Linked DNA regions of Sus scrofa: region 2 is linked to region 1. A link is a contact called in public promoter capture Hi-C data. All regions are on one chromosome and are shown on one strand. The core of a region is the stretch at or near the end of the contact, and the rest is flanking DNA. Distances in the headings are between cores, read along the strand shown.

Evidence for each region. Promoter capture Hi-C pulls out the DNA fragments that hold promoters and counts their contacts.
Region 2: a contact with region 1 is called in a promoter capture Hi-C map of fetal skeletal muscle, with 8 times the contacts expected there. The contact joins the promoter of HTATSF1 here to the promoter of MMGT1 in region 1. A contact is called at or near these places in 3 of 5 promoter capture datasets (fetal liver, fetal skeletal muscle and liver) and 1 of 47 Hi-C or Micro-C datasets (heart right ventricle).

What each region holds. Positions count from the first base shown.
Region 1 is chrX:111,155,823-111,162,614 of Sscrofa11.1, reverse strand. MMGT1 (membrane magnesium transporter 1) reads left to right here and starts at 4,317. Exons shown (of 4, transcript NM_001243208.1): 1 at 4,317-4,459. The coding sequence starts at 4,381.
Region 2 is chrX:111,621,956-111,628,296 of Sscrofa11.1, reverse strand. HTATSF1 (HIV Tat-specific factor 1) reads right to left here and starts at 3,994. Exons shown (of 11, transcript XM_021079891.1): 1 at 3,796-3,994; 2 at 3,361-3,601; 3 at 1,497-1,677; 4 at 253-300. The coding sequence starts at 3,546.

The DNA of each region.
Region 1 (6,792 bases), core at 3,068-5,567:
CCAGCACATAACCTCATCTTTTTAAAGGAAAATCACCCGATCTCAGCTCCCTTGAGAAACCTTTTAATCATTTTCTGTTTCAGATAAATTAACATTAACAAATATTATTAGCAAATATTCAGGTGATTTAATAGAGTACCTGAAAAGATTAATTTCAACATGACCATCATCAGAGCCAAAACAAAGTTTAAGATTTTTTAATTTTGTATCAACTATCTTTTCTTGGGAATTCCCGTGGCGGCACAGTGGTTAACGACTCCGACTAGAAACCATGAAGTTTCGGGTTCGATCCCTGGCCGTGCTCAGTGGGTTAAGAATCTGGCATTGCCGTGAGCTCTGGTGTAGGTTGCAGGTGCGGCTCGGATCCCGCGTGGCTGTGGCTGTGATATAGGCCAGTGGCTACAACTCCGATTAGACCCCTAGCCTGGGAACCTCCATATGCTGCGATAGTGGCCCAAGAAATGGCAAAAAGACCAAAAAAAAAAAAAAAAAAAAAAAACCAAAAACTATCTTTTTTATCTGGCCACCTCCCAGGAGTGGAGAAGGAAACACTTTCCTGTCAAGTGTAGAGATTATTTCCTGGTTCTTCCTGATTGTTAGGGTTATAATTGGGCTATATTTGTAAGGAATACAATATGCTGTACTTGACATTGATCAAGTACCATGTCAACTCTTGGATTAGAGGTGAAGAAATTGCAGAGGGCCCAGAGAAAAACAATGACCGTAATGAAAGGTTTGGAAAATGGGATCCAGGACAAGAACTATACAGGTAAAGTCGAAGAAATCTGATGACTTTTGGATGCCTTCTTTATTTTCTAAATTTTTTTCAGCTTTGAGGAAACCCAAGTATATCAGAAAATATTTATCATCAATCAAAATGTTATCAAAATTTAGGGGTGTGTACAAGTCCACTGGAATTTTTGAACCCGATTCAAAATGAAGGACTCTCTGTAGAGATTTTTTTTTTTTAAGGGCTGTACCTGCAGCATATGGAAGTTTCTAGGCTAGGCGCTGAATCGGAGCTGCAGCTGCCAAACTACACCACAGCCACAGCAATGAAATCCGAGCTGCGTCTGCGACCTACACCTCAGCTCATGGCAATGCTGGATCCTTAACCTGCTGAGTGAGGCCAGAAGTCAAACCCAAGTCCTCATGGATACTAGTCGGGGTTCTTAACCCACTGAGCCACAATGAGAACTCCTAGAGATCTGTTTTTTTTTTTTTTTTTTTTTTTGGTCTTTTTAGGACAACACCTATGGCATATGGATGTTCCCAGGCTAGGGGTCGAATCAGAGCTGCAGCTGTCAGCCTACACTACAGCCATAGCAACACAGGATTCAAGCTGTGTCTGCGACCTACACCACAGTTCGTAGCAATGCCAGATCATTAACCCACTGAGCAAGGCCAGAGATCGAACCTGTGTACTCATGGATTCTAGTCGGGTTTATTACCACTGAGCCACAACGGGAACTCTGAGATCTTTTCAAATGATGGTACATCCCTCCCCACTTCTCTCCCATAATTCATTCATTCATTAGCAAACATTTATTAAATACCTACCATGTGATAGGCAATGTTCTCGGTATAGACAGAAATCTCTGTCCTCTTGGAACTTACATTTCTAGGGGAAGAGAGACAGTAAACCATAACATACAAACATGATAAATTAAATTACAGAGTATATGAGAAGGTGATAAGAAAATAGAGCAGATGAGGGGGATCAGGAATGGGAAGAGTGCAAATTTGAAAGGGTGGTCAGGAGTGGTGTCTAGCAGCAAGTGAGAGGGAGCAAATGGATGCAGCTCAAATGCAGAATTCTGACGGGGTTGAGGGGAAAGGACGGTGCTCATACTTTGCATTTACCCTGTGATATGCAGTTTACAACGTTATGCCAACCAGTCAGGGGGCACCATGAGAGGTGGTGGAGTTTGTTAAAAGAGACAAATTCTATTTCAGCCATATTAAATTTGAAGTGCCAGGATTTCCCGCTGTGGCACAGCAGGTTAAGGATCTGACGTTGTCTCTGCAGTGGCTCTGGTGCTGCTTCCATCCCTGGCTGGATGCAGTGGGATGGGTTAAGGATCCAGCACAGATTTGAGCCATGGCCTGGGAACTTACATATGCCACAGGTGTGGCCAAAAAAAAAAAAAAAAAATGGAGTGCCACATGATAGAAAGAAATGATCAGCAGGTAGTTGGAAATACAAGTCTGGAACTAAGGAGAGACATTTGGGAGACAGATGTCGATTTGGAATCACTAATATTGACAACGGCTGAAAGCAGTGGGAATAAATAGGCAAGCAGGCCAAAGGACAGCAGGGTGTAAAGAGGTCAACATAAAATTGTTGCCGAAACTCAGCCTCTGTTCATTGATGCAGAATAGAAACAAGGAGAAAGTTTTGGGTAAAGGAGAAAAAAATAGCTTTTATTGCTTTGCCAGGCAAAGGAGGCCACAGTGGGCTACTGCCTTGAAGACTGTTCTCCATTGGGAAGAATTGCAGGGAGTTTTATAGTAAAAAGGAGAAAAACAAGGTTCGGGATAAGAACTGGGGTTGAGGACAAATATGCATTCTTCTTTCTTTGTGGGACTCCTTAGTTGGTGGAATTGAGGTTGGTGTCATGAGGTCTCCGCAAGATCCTGGTGGTCTTCTGGGTCGTCGTATCTCGATTTTTCCCAAAATAAAAATACTTTCGGGAGTTCCTGTCATGGCTTGGTGGTTGGTGGATCCAGCTGGGAACCATGAGGTTGCAGGTTCGGTCCCTGGCCTTGCTCAGTGGGTTAAGGATCCGGTGTGGCTGTGAGCTGTGGTGTAGGTTGCAGACGCGGCTCGGATCTGGCATTGCTGTGGCTCTGGCGCAGGCCGGTGGTTACAGCTCCGATTCAACCCCTAGCCTGGGAACCTCCATATGCTGTGGGTGCGGCCCTAGAAAAGACAAAAAACAAACAAACAAAAAAAACTTTTGAAAAGAGCATATTGTTCAGATATTAGGGTAATCTAGGAAAGTCCCCCCCCAAAACATCATGTGCTTAATCTTTGACCCACAGGCAATTGTGCTCAGGGTGCCTAATCTGAAGCTCAGGGGTGATTGTGTTAAGAGTGCAATTAGGAGTTCCCGTCGTGGCGCAGTGGTTAACGAATCCGACTAGGAACCATGAGGTTGAGGGTTCGGTCCCTGCCCTTGCTCAGTGGGTTAAGGATCCGGCGTTGCCATGAGCTGTGGTGTAGGTTTCAGACGCGGCTCGGATCCCGCGTTGCTGTGGCTCTGGCGTAGGCCAGTGGCTACAGCTCCGATTCGACCCCTAGCCTGGGAACCTCCATATGCCGTGAGAGCGGCCCAAAGAAATAGCAAAAAGACAAAAAAAAAAAAAAGAGTGCAATTAAGCCAGGGAGAAGCACAGGAAGGGCTCTAAGCTATTCAATTTTAAACTAGTCATTTCTAAAGAAGCATAAGGAATATAACTTTTCTCTTAGGTGTATGAAGTTCCGATATCAAATTGTCTGTATTTTATGGGCTGAAGACCAAATACACACACACACACATATCGAGAAAGGAGAGTATATTTTATTCTGATCACAGAGGCAGAAGATTGGCCTGTGTTGTTAGCATCCTTTTATTCTTCCCATTTCATTTCTCCCTTATGTAAACTGGTTCTCTTCATGACAGAACGTCCCGCTGGGCTACACTTTGGGCGGGAAGGTACGGACACTTAGAAGGAAACTAACTTTTACCCTCCCCCCGGCCTACCACTTATTTGGGGCTCCAAATCCAGGGTGGTTTTCCTCTACATCCCACCCGCCACCTCGCTTTCACACCCTTGCCTCCTTCCGCAGTGCCGGTTGCCAGAAGGCTGAAATACAGGAAAGGTCGACAGAAAACAAAGAACGCAGCTTGACAAGGGAAAAGCAAAACAAACAAACAACCTCCCCCTGCCCAGGGGTAGGGAGCCAGCACAGACCACCTTTAACACCAGCCCCCAGTGCCCCAATTCCTTTGCCCAGCCCGGAACTCCCCGCAGGCCCCGCCCCCTGCCCCACGGCGCGCGCTCATTTGCTGGCGCCCATCTTCTCCGCTTCCCCATTGATTCGCTCTCGCCTCCTCTTTGATGCCCTCTGCTCAGCTCCGCCCCTCGCAGAGCGGCAGCCCGGCGCAGGCCCGGCTCCTCGCCACTCGCGGACCTTTTTCCGTGTCGCTTTCTCCTTCTTCCCGGCATTCCTGTTTCCGCTTTCTCATGGCTCTTAGCTTTTCCCACCTCTCAGGCACTTCGCGCCCAGGGGTTCAGTGACGTCATCTCTCCGCGCTGCGCGGACACCCGCCGGTGGAGGAAGGAACGGCTCCGCCGCCCTTCGCTTCTTTGTTGGGCTGCTGCTCCTTCGGAGTCATGGCGCCGTCGCTCTGGAAGGGGCTGGTGGGCATCGGCCTCTTCGCCCTAGCCCACGCGGCGTTTTCCGCTGCGCAGCGTAAGTGCCTGGGGGACGGGGACCGCTCCCGTGCGGGACTCCGGGGGCAACGTGTGGGCGCACCCCTGAAGGGAGTGTCGGACCGAGTGTCCCGGGAACGGTCATTTGAGACCTTAGACTTTGGGGTGAGTGTGAGAAGCAGTACAGGGCTCCCCGGTGCAAGGCTTTCAGTGTGAGTTAGAGGAGAGTGGGGCACCTGGGATTGCAGCAGGATTGGAAGGGGGTGTTGGGGAGAGGGCTCAGCACGGGACCGGCGGGCTGCAGGATGGGCAGAGAGGAAGTCTATCCGAGAATTCGAAACAAGTGATGTCAGATCCAGCGTGGGGCTGATCAGACAAAGTGTCAGACTGAGGATCTCGGATGCTCACGGCCCCATGACAACTAGATGGACAACATCTTGGGCACTCCTGGGCTGTCCAGGCACACTGAGAAGTTAGGTGACCATTTGCCTCAGGGAGGCACTGTGATCCAGGGCGAAGAGCACTGAACTGGGGGATTGGAAGGCTGGTTCTTAAAAACTTGCTTTACCACTAAATCCGTGACCTTGGGCACATCATATCCCTTCCCTGAAGTTTCATTGAGGTGGATTTTAATTCGTGCCCTGTCTATGTCAAAGAGCGATAGGGAAGTTTAAGTGAAAAAAAAAAAAAGTAAAAGTACTTTATCATACGCATACAATTGTGAGGTCAAGAAGAAACCTGGAGTCCAGCAGAGGATGCAGTGCAGTCTTGAGACGGTTGATCTGTTTTGAGGTCTTCTCTCCTAGACCAGGAGCTAGCCATCTCTGGCATGTGGGCCAAATGCGGCCTCCCTCCTGTTTTTGCAGGGAGCTAAGAATGCTTTTAGACTTTTAATTTGTTTTGGAAAAAACAAAGGAATATCATTTTATGATCCATGACAGTTATATAAAATCCAGGTTTCACTGTCCATCAGTGAAGTTTTATGGGCACACAGCCACACCCATTCATTTGGGTATTGTCTGGCCGCTCACTAAGGGCAAAGTTGAGTAGTTGCAACAGATAATAATATCTGGTCCTTTACAGGAACAGTTTGCTGACCTCTTTCCTAACCTATAGAACCCATGAGGACAGAGACAATGTATATTTTGTTTATTTCTGTAATTTCATGCCTAGCACAGTGTTCTCCACTGTAGGTATTTAAGAACTTGAATGAAGGGAACAAATTCAGAGTTGACCTTTATTCCTTTCTTTGCTAGATTACTTTCCATCTTCAGGACTAAAGTAGAAAACGAAATGTGACTTCCTTCAAAGCGCCAATTGTTTTCAAGACAAAACCTTTTGTCCTATTTATTATATATAATTAAAAGGATCCAATTATTAAAATTACTTTTTACATATGTGTATTATGACATTTGTCTGACAGAAATTCAGCTTTATTAAATTTTTGTTGTGAAATTTTAGATTTACAGAAAGGCTGCAAAGATAGTACAGAGAATTACTGTATACCTCTCCCCCCAGGTTCCCCCACTGGTAGCATCTTACATTACTGCGGTGTAATGTCACAACTAAGAAACTGCCAGTGGCACATTACTAGTAACTAAAGTCTAGCTTTTCTTTGAATTTCACCAGTTTTCCCATTAATGTCTTCTTTCTGTTCCAGGAATCAATCCAGGGTATTGTATTACATTTAGTTGTCATGTTCCCCAGGCTCCTCTGTTCTGTGATAGCTTCTCAAAAACTCCAACCTTTAATGATAACGATAATAATAGTCAACATTTATTAAGTGCCTACGGTGTGCCAGGCGCTGAACTAAGCACTTTACAGGTATTATATAATTCAGTCCTACCAGTGAGGCAGATATTATTGTTATTATTGCCTTTGAAAGATGAAGAAATTGAGACACACACTGCTAGGAAGCTTGTGCAAAAATTACAGAGATGATAAATGGTGGCGCTTCAAAACAAGCAGTTTGATTCTAGAGCCTGTGTGCTGCACTGCTTGGTAAAATTCAGTCTTGAGTAATTGGTTGAAATTGCACTGTGCTTAGGTGCTAGAAGGTGCAATGATGCCCTGAGGGAGTTCAGAGTCAAGTGGAGAAACAAATGGATCAAGAAACAATCACAGTAGTCATACAGATGCTAGGCTAAAAGTAGGTAAAGATATATTGAGGCAGGGGAAGTCATTTTTCAGGTGGCAAAGGGGTTAATAAAGGTATCCAAGAGCCCCGATCAAGTGTGGTCAGTAGACCAGCATCTTGGGACTCGCCTGGGAGCTTGTCAGAAATGCAGACACTCAGACCCCGCCCCAGATCTTTGGCGTCTGACTCTGTGTTTTAATAAGCTCCCCAGGTGATCTGTGCACACATTCATTTGA
Region 2 (6,341 bases), core at 2,745-5,244, 470 kb before region 1:
AGTGAATCTGAAGGGCCAAACTGCTATGAGTTACCTAAAGCAGACAAAAAGGGTGGCATGCCAAGTTACATACCCTTAATTTTTCTTAGTTTTGTTCAAAAAAAACCCCCACATATTTCTCAATAATGCAAATGACTGAAAATGACACAATGATAAAAAGTAGAATTTAGAAAAACTAAAAACTACTCCGAAAAAAAAAATCTCAAAATAAAATATTTTCTACTCTAAATTTGGTTAAAAAGGTATACATACCAGACACATAAACATTTGTATTTCTGTCTTCTTCAACATGAAACCATCCTAAAAATCAAAATAAAATAAATAAATAAAACACATGAAAGAAAAGGTAAGAGTCCTATTATGAAACTCTGACAACATGGCAATTTCTCAAAACTTTCAGAAATGTTTTCTGACCCTTAGAACAAGGGTGACTAACTCAAATCGCCATCAGCTTTCAAAGCATTTGGATCTTTGGATAGATAACTAATTTCAGAACCCTGTCTGAAAAAAGATGGCTAGTTTTTCTTGTTTGTTTATGAATCTGATACTACCTTAAAAAACCCTCATCGTTATACTGATTTTAGACCTTGGCGTAAGTTGCTTCTGACTCCAATCTACTGTGTTAGACTTGGCCAAGCTGAAGCAAAATTGACTTGAGTTCAGTTTAATTAAACTCAAAAAATACAAAAAGGAGTTCCCGTTGTGGCTCAGTGGTTAATGAATCCAACTAGGAACCAGGAGATTGCAGGTTCGATCCCTGGCCTTGCTCAGTGGGTTAAGGATCTGGCGTTGCCCTGAGCTGTGGTGTAGGTCACAGACGCGGCTCGGATCCTGCGTTGCCGTGGCTCTGGCGTAGGCCAGTGGCTACAGCTCAGATTCGACCTCTAGCCTGGGAACCTCCATAGGCCACAGGTGTGGCCCTAGAAAAACACCAAAAGACCCAAAAAAAAAAAAAAAAAAGCTTAGGAACAGAACTTTATTTTTTTTTATTTTTTGTCTTTTTGCCTTTTCTTGAGCCACTCCTGTGGCATGTGGAGGTTCCCAGGCTAGGGGTCGAATTGGAGCTGTAGCCGCCAGCCTACACCACAGCCACAGCAACACGAGATCCAAGCTGAGTCTGCAACCTACAGCACAGCTCACGGCAACGCTGGATCCTTAACCCACAGAGCAAGGCCAGGGACTGAACCGGCAACCTCATGGTTCCTAGTTGGATTCGTTAACCACTGCACCACGACGGGAACTCCGAGGAACAGAACTTTAGATCATCTCATAATAATAGCACTATTTTGCAAAGGAAGAAACTGAGAATTGAACTGGATTAGATGCCCACAGGATAGTGTGAGAGCCAACATATGAACTTGAATAACAATAACAATAAAAAAGCCAATCTTATAATACTATCAAAGCTATTTTATAATTCTTCAAAAGTAACTATATACGCACACGCTCACATTTTTAATTTTTATACTCAGGTTTTGCAAGCTAAATCCACTTACCTGATTCAGCCTTTCTCTTTTCTCCTTTCTTTCTGGGATCACTGGGTTCAGGGGTTTTCCTTTGCGGAGGCTCCTCTGTGGTCCTAGCACTGACATCCTGGACACTTGCAGCAGAGCTAGACGCACCATCATTAGAAAAGCCGTAATTGGCCTGATATGTAGCAATGAAATCTTCAGTGATCTAAACAAGACATTTAGAATACACACACAGATATTCAAAAATGATTTCTTCCCAGAAAAAGTTTACACTGTGTTAAATAACAGCATATTCAGTTATGCAACCTAACATACAAATGTTTCTGTGGATGACAGTAATTAAAGCATACATGAAAGAACAGTCATCTTACATAGACAGTTGTGCATAAAGTGATAAAAAACTAAGACATAGATACTTGCATTATCAATACCAAAGTCTGAGATACTATAAAAGGCATTTTAAGTGATGTTGGCACCTTTTCCAGTTGTTTTGTTTATGAATTACTCTCTCTGCAATCTACTTGACTGAGGCTATAAATAAATATAACAAAGGAAGTACTAGATAACAATAAAACAGAAAAAAAACAATAGTCAACTAATAATCTAACAACAGAATCAAATTTTCTTTTACTATATGGATGAATAAAAGCATATGCACACTAAATATTTAAATACTTGTAGGCACAGAAATCCCAGAATAGAACTGTGATTTAGCATATAAAGAATGGGGCTAATAATGATAAAAACGAAATGCTTATTTTAACTCCATCACTAATTAAATCACATTATCGTCTTAATGTCAGAACAAACCCAACTGACTTCTATCCTCCTGGCTTTTGGGGGGGAAAAGCACAGTTGCACAATGAAAGAAATGTAGTTATATCTTCATACCAATCAATGTTAGGCATATGCAGGAATGAAGAAGATTTAAAAGTTCAAGGTTTGAAGAGGTATGGGCTTTCATAACATAAAAAGACAAAGCCACACATTAATCCATTATCAGACTACTGTTAAAGTGCTCAGAAGGCTGAAGAAACTGCACACTAGCGGGCACTACCATTACAAGAAGTCATACAGTAAGTTTAACGATTTGGACGGGTTGGAACATATACACAAATACGAAATGGGAAAGAAAAAAAGTTGAAATAAATAATTAACAAAAATAACACTCACATTACACAGTGGAGACAGTTTGTATCGGCGGCTTGCAAGTCAATTAGTCTGTGAGTAGTATCCTTTTTTCCCCACCCACATGAGACTGTGATTAACAGGGTACTTTTACCAAAAAGTTTACAGAACCAAGTTTACCATCAGTCATTTCACTTACAAGCTGAAATAAAGTACTTAACAACTTCTAAGTGCTCTAATTAAATATGCACAGATCTTTTCCATCCGCAGTCTGTGCACCTCTAGTCATATTCCTGTGGTGATATGATTCAAACATACATGTCCAGGGACAAAATTTAATAGAAAGTAAAAAGAGGCGCAAAGTTTAATCAGTAAAGATCTATCAACTGCGACTTCTTTCTGTCCCAAATCAGTAAGTTGCATTTTGCACACAGTACTTCAGCTAAATATCTGAATTCCTAGGATAAGTGAGGTTGGCTTCCTGAGATTAACAGCTACTAAATTTGCTCTTGGTGTTTTTTCCTCTTTGCAATAAAAAGCAGTCACCAATGCAATAACCAACTGTGACCTTCACAGATAAAATCAATCTCCCTAAAGATTTCGGTTCCTTTACACGTCGGTTCTGCTAGACACAACAAAAAGAAACGTCACTATCCAGAGGGGCTCTAACCCAGGAGCTCGGCAAAGAAAACGTGAAAGGAGCGCCACGCGAGGCTGGCCAGGAGGGACCGCTTTGCAGTGGCGCCCGCGCGACTCTTACCTTGGGGAACCAAGCCTTCTTGTCCAGGTCCCACTCGTACGGGGTGTCAGCCGGCTGCTGCCCGAAAGAATCGGTTTCTCCACCGGGATCTTTCTGGGTGTCGCCGTCCTTGGTGTCTCCGTACAATTCTTGCATTCGCAACTGCTCATCAAACTCATCATTCGCATCCAAGTTGTTGCCGCTCATGTTGCCGACTTAGCCCAGGGGCAGGGTCTGAGAGAGCTAAGAGGCCGAGCTGATGCTGGAGGGCAATAGAGAAAGAGAGGTCGGCCGCGCTCAACCCGCGCCCCACCGCCCCCCGGCCCGCCTCCCCGCGGCGCCCCAGCAGCCCCCGGGAAGTCGGGGCCGCTCGCTGGACGCGCCGCCCCCCGCTCCGCCCGCCCCCTGCGCGCGCGCGCGCGCCGCTGCTCCCCGCCCCGCCGCGCCACCGCCCACCTCGCTCGCCCCGCCGGGCCTCGCCGCCGCCGCCGCCGCCGCTCGATCCAGGGCGCGGCGGGAGCGCGCGCGCGCGCCACCGCCGCCGACCGGGTCTGAGGCGACTGCGGCTCCCGCGGCCACGTCCGGAAACCACTTGAAAACGAAGGCCCGCTCAGGCTGACGCAGTCGCCATTGTCGGAGCGTCGCGACGTCGCGGGTCGCGCCGACACGCCCCCAGTGGCGTCAACAGGCGTCGACGCGGCTCGGCGGCGTGGGGCTCCGGGGGCGGGGCAACGGGGGCTGCGCAGCTGCCCGCGGGGATGCCCACGTGGGTCGCCACGGCGCGGGCCCGCGTCGCCTCGGGGACTTTGGGCTCCGCGGGGGCCGCGGCGGGCCGCGGCGGGCCGGGGCCGGGCGGTAACCCGAACGCGTGGGACGTTTCCCACTCGGCCGGCGCCGGGGCGGGCGTCCGGGCGGCCGCCATCTTGGGGGAGTAGACGGGGCGGGCGGGCCAGGTCCGGCTGCGAGAAAAAGATGCGCCTCCTTCGCCCCAAAGCCCCTCCTCCGCGTGGAAACAGGGCTTTTACTTGTTTCGTTACGATTTTCGTACAAGAGGTGCCAGCTCTTGTTCATGTTTCTAGCCCGATCTCCTAGCCCGGGGTCTGGTGTCTAGTGCGTGTGTGGTGCGTGATTGAATGAAAGAATGCACGAAGGATGGGTGGAAGGACCATCCTTTGCCAAGCCTCAGCTCCTTTTTTTTTTTTTAAATCTCTCCGGAGCTTTTCTCAGTCTCTGGAAAGGAATGGCAGCAGTTGCCTGCCCCCAGTACTCCATAATTCAGACGTGCTCAAGCTCCAAACCGGAAACTTTAACCTCCAGTGTACATACTACCTTTACGGCCCGGCTGACATCTTTTTTTGGCCTTTTAGAAAAAACATGCGTGCATTAGCACTTGCATGCGTTTTTATAATATAGATAACACGAGTTTTGTTAGGCTCATTTAAGCATTGCTAAATATTTCTTCCAGGATCCTAAAATAGTATACAGCTGTTTTCAGCAATGTGTTATTGGGCTCCCATTTCATTCCTGAGCGAGTTCACAGCATAGGTGACAATATGCTGCACAGCTCTGCTGCACGTGACACTGAGCACCTGCTATATCCACAGGCCCCTCTGAGCAGGTGGCCAAAAAGTTTCCTGATGCTTGGGTCCCACGCGACCCAGCCAAAGTCTACCCAGAGGCCTGTGACCTGGTGGGGAAACCCCGCATTCTAGACTGACTTTGACTCAATGAGCCCCTCCCAGAGAGAGGGATGAGACTGGAACAGACAGGGACAGGGTCAGAGTAGCCCAGAAGCAGGGAGGTCCACATAGGGAAGGTAGTAAGCGAAACAGGCCTTCTGTGGAGAAGTTCTCCAGGGGTGAGGGGAGAAGCTGAGGCAGGGAGGAGCAGTGGCCTTGGGAGCTAAGCATGCTTGCACCTGTGATGGCATTCTGTTTGGCCATTGGACATGAGGCTTGTTTCCCGTTGTTAAATCCTTTTGGATTCCTAGAATTAAATTCCTTGTAACTGAGGAAATCGAAGTATCTCTGTCTTTATAACCTTTTTTTTTTTCAAGATTTTTTTTTAACACGTCGCAAATGCTCAAGGTAACAAGCAAAAAGGGGGGAATGTCTGGAGTTCCCATCATGGCTCAGTGGTTAATGAACCCGACTAGTATCCACGAGGATGCGGGTTCGATCCCTGGCCTTGCTCAGTGGGTTAAGGATCCAGCATTGCCGTGAGTTGTGGTGTAGGTCGAAGATGCGGCTCGGATCCCGAGTTGCTGTGGCTCTGGTGCAGGCCGGCAGCTGCAGCTCCGATTTGACTCTGACCCCTAACCTGGGAACCTCCATATGCTGCGGGTGCAGCCCTAAAAAAAATAAAAAGACAAAAGACCAAAAAAAGGGGGGGTGTCCTTTGTTATAAAGATAGGGGATAGCTCCGGAAACTCCAGCACTGGGATAAGGTGGGCCACATGAGGGGCTGCCGGACCCAGGAAGACAGAACCCCAGACCACCGGCTTCTCTGTACTCCTGCCTAATAGGCCACGGCCTTCTTGGTGGATAAAAATACAATAACCTAGGAAAGTAGAGACTGCCTGGCCAGAGAAGTCATCTACCTGACCTAGGAACTTTTTCTGGAAAATTACTGAAGTATCCCAAACTCAGTTTTTAAAAAGTAGCTCTCTCATTCAAGCTCACTCCCTGGGAATTTTCCTCTCCCCGCTTCCTGTAAAGTCAAGACTTAGTGGAAATAAAAGTAACTCCTTTTGACAAAAAGATTGATGGATCCCTGACTTAAGATGGTTATAACTGCAGAAATTGTTTAAACCCAAATTGGCTACTTTCAGTAGGTATGCCAGTGTTAAATGTTTCCCAGTACTTTCAACTTCAGTGACAAAGCCGTATCTAAATTTGTGACTCTGCTTTCCTGCTTTGTAGCATATTATTATGATCCATTGCTCCAAGTCTTGGGTCAGGGCAGAGCCTGAACAAAATTGCGACGCATACAAAATTTGTCAT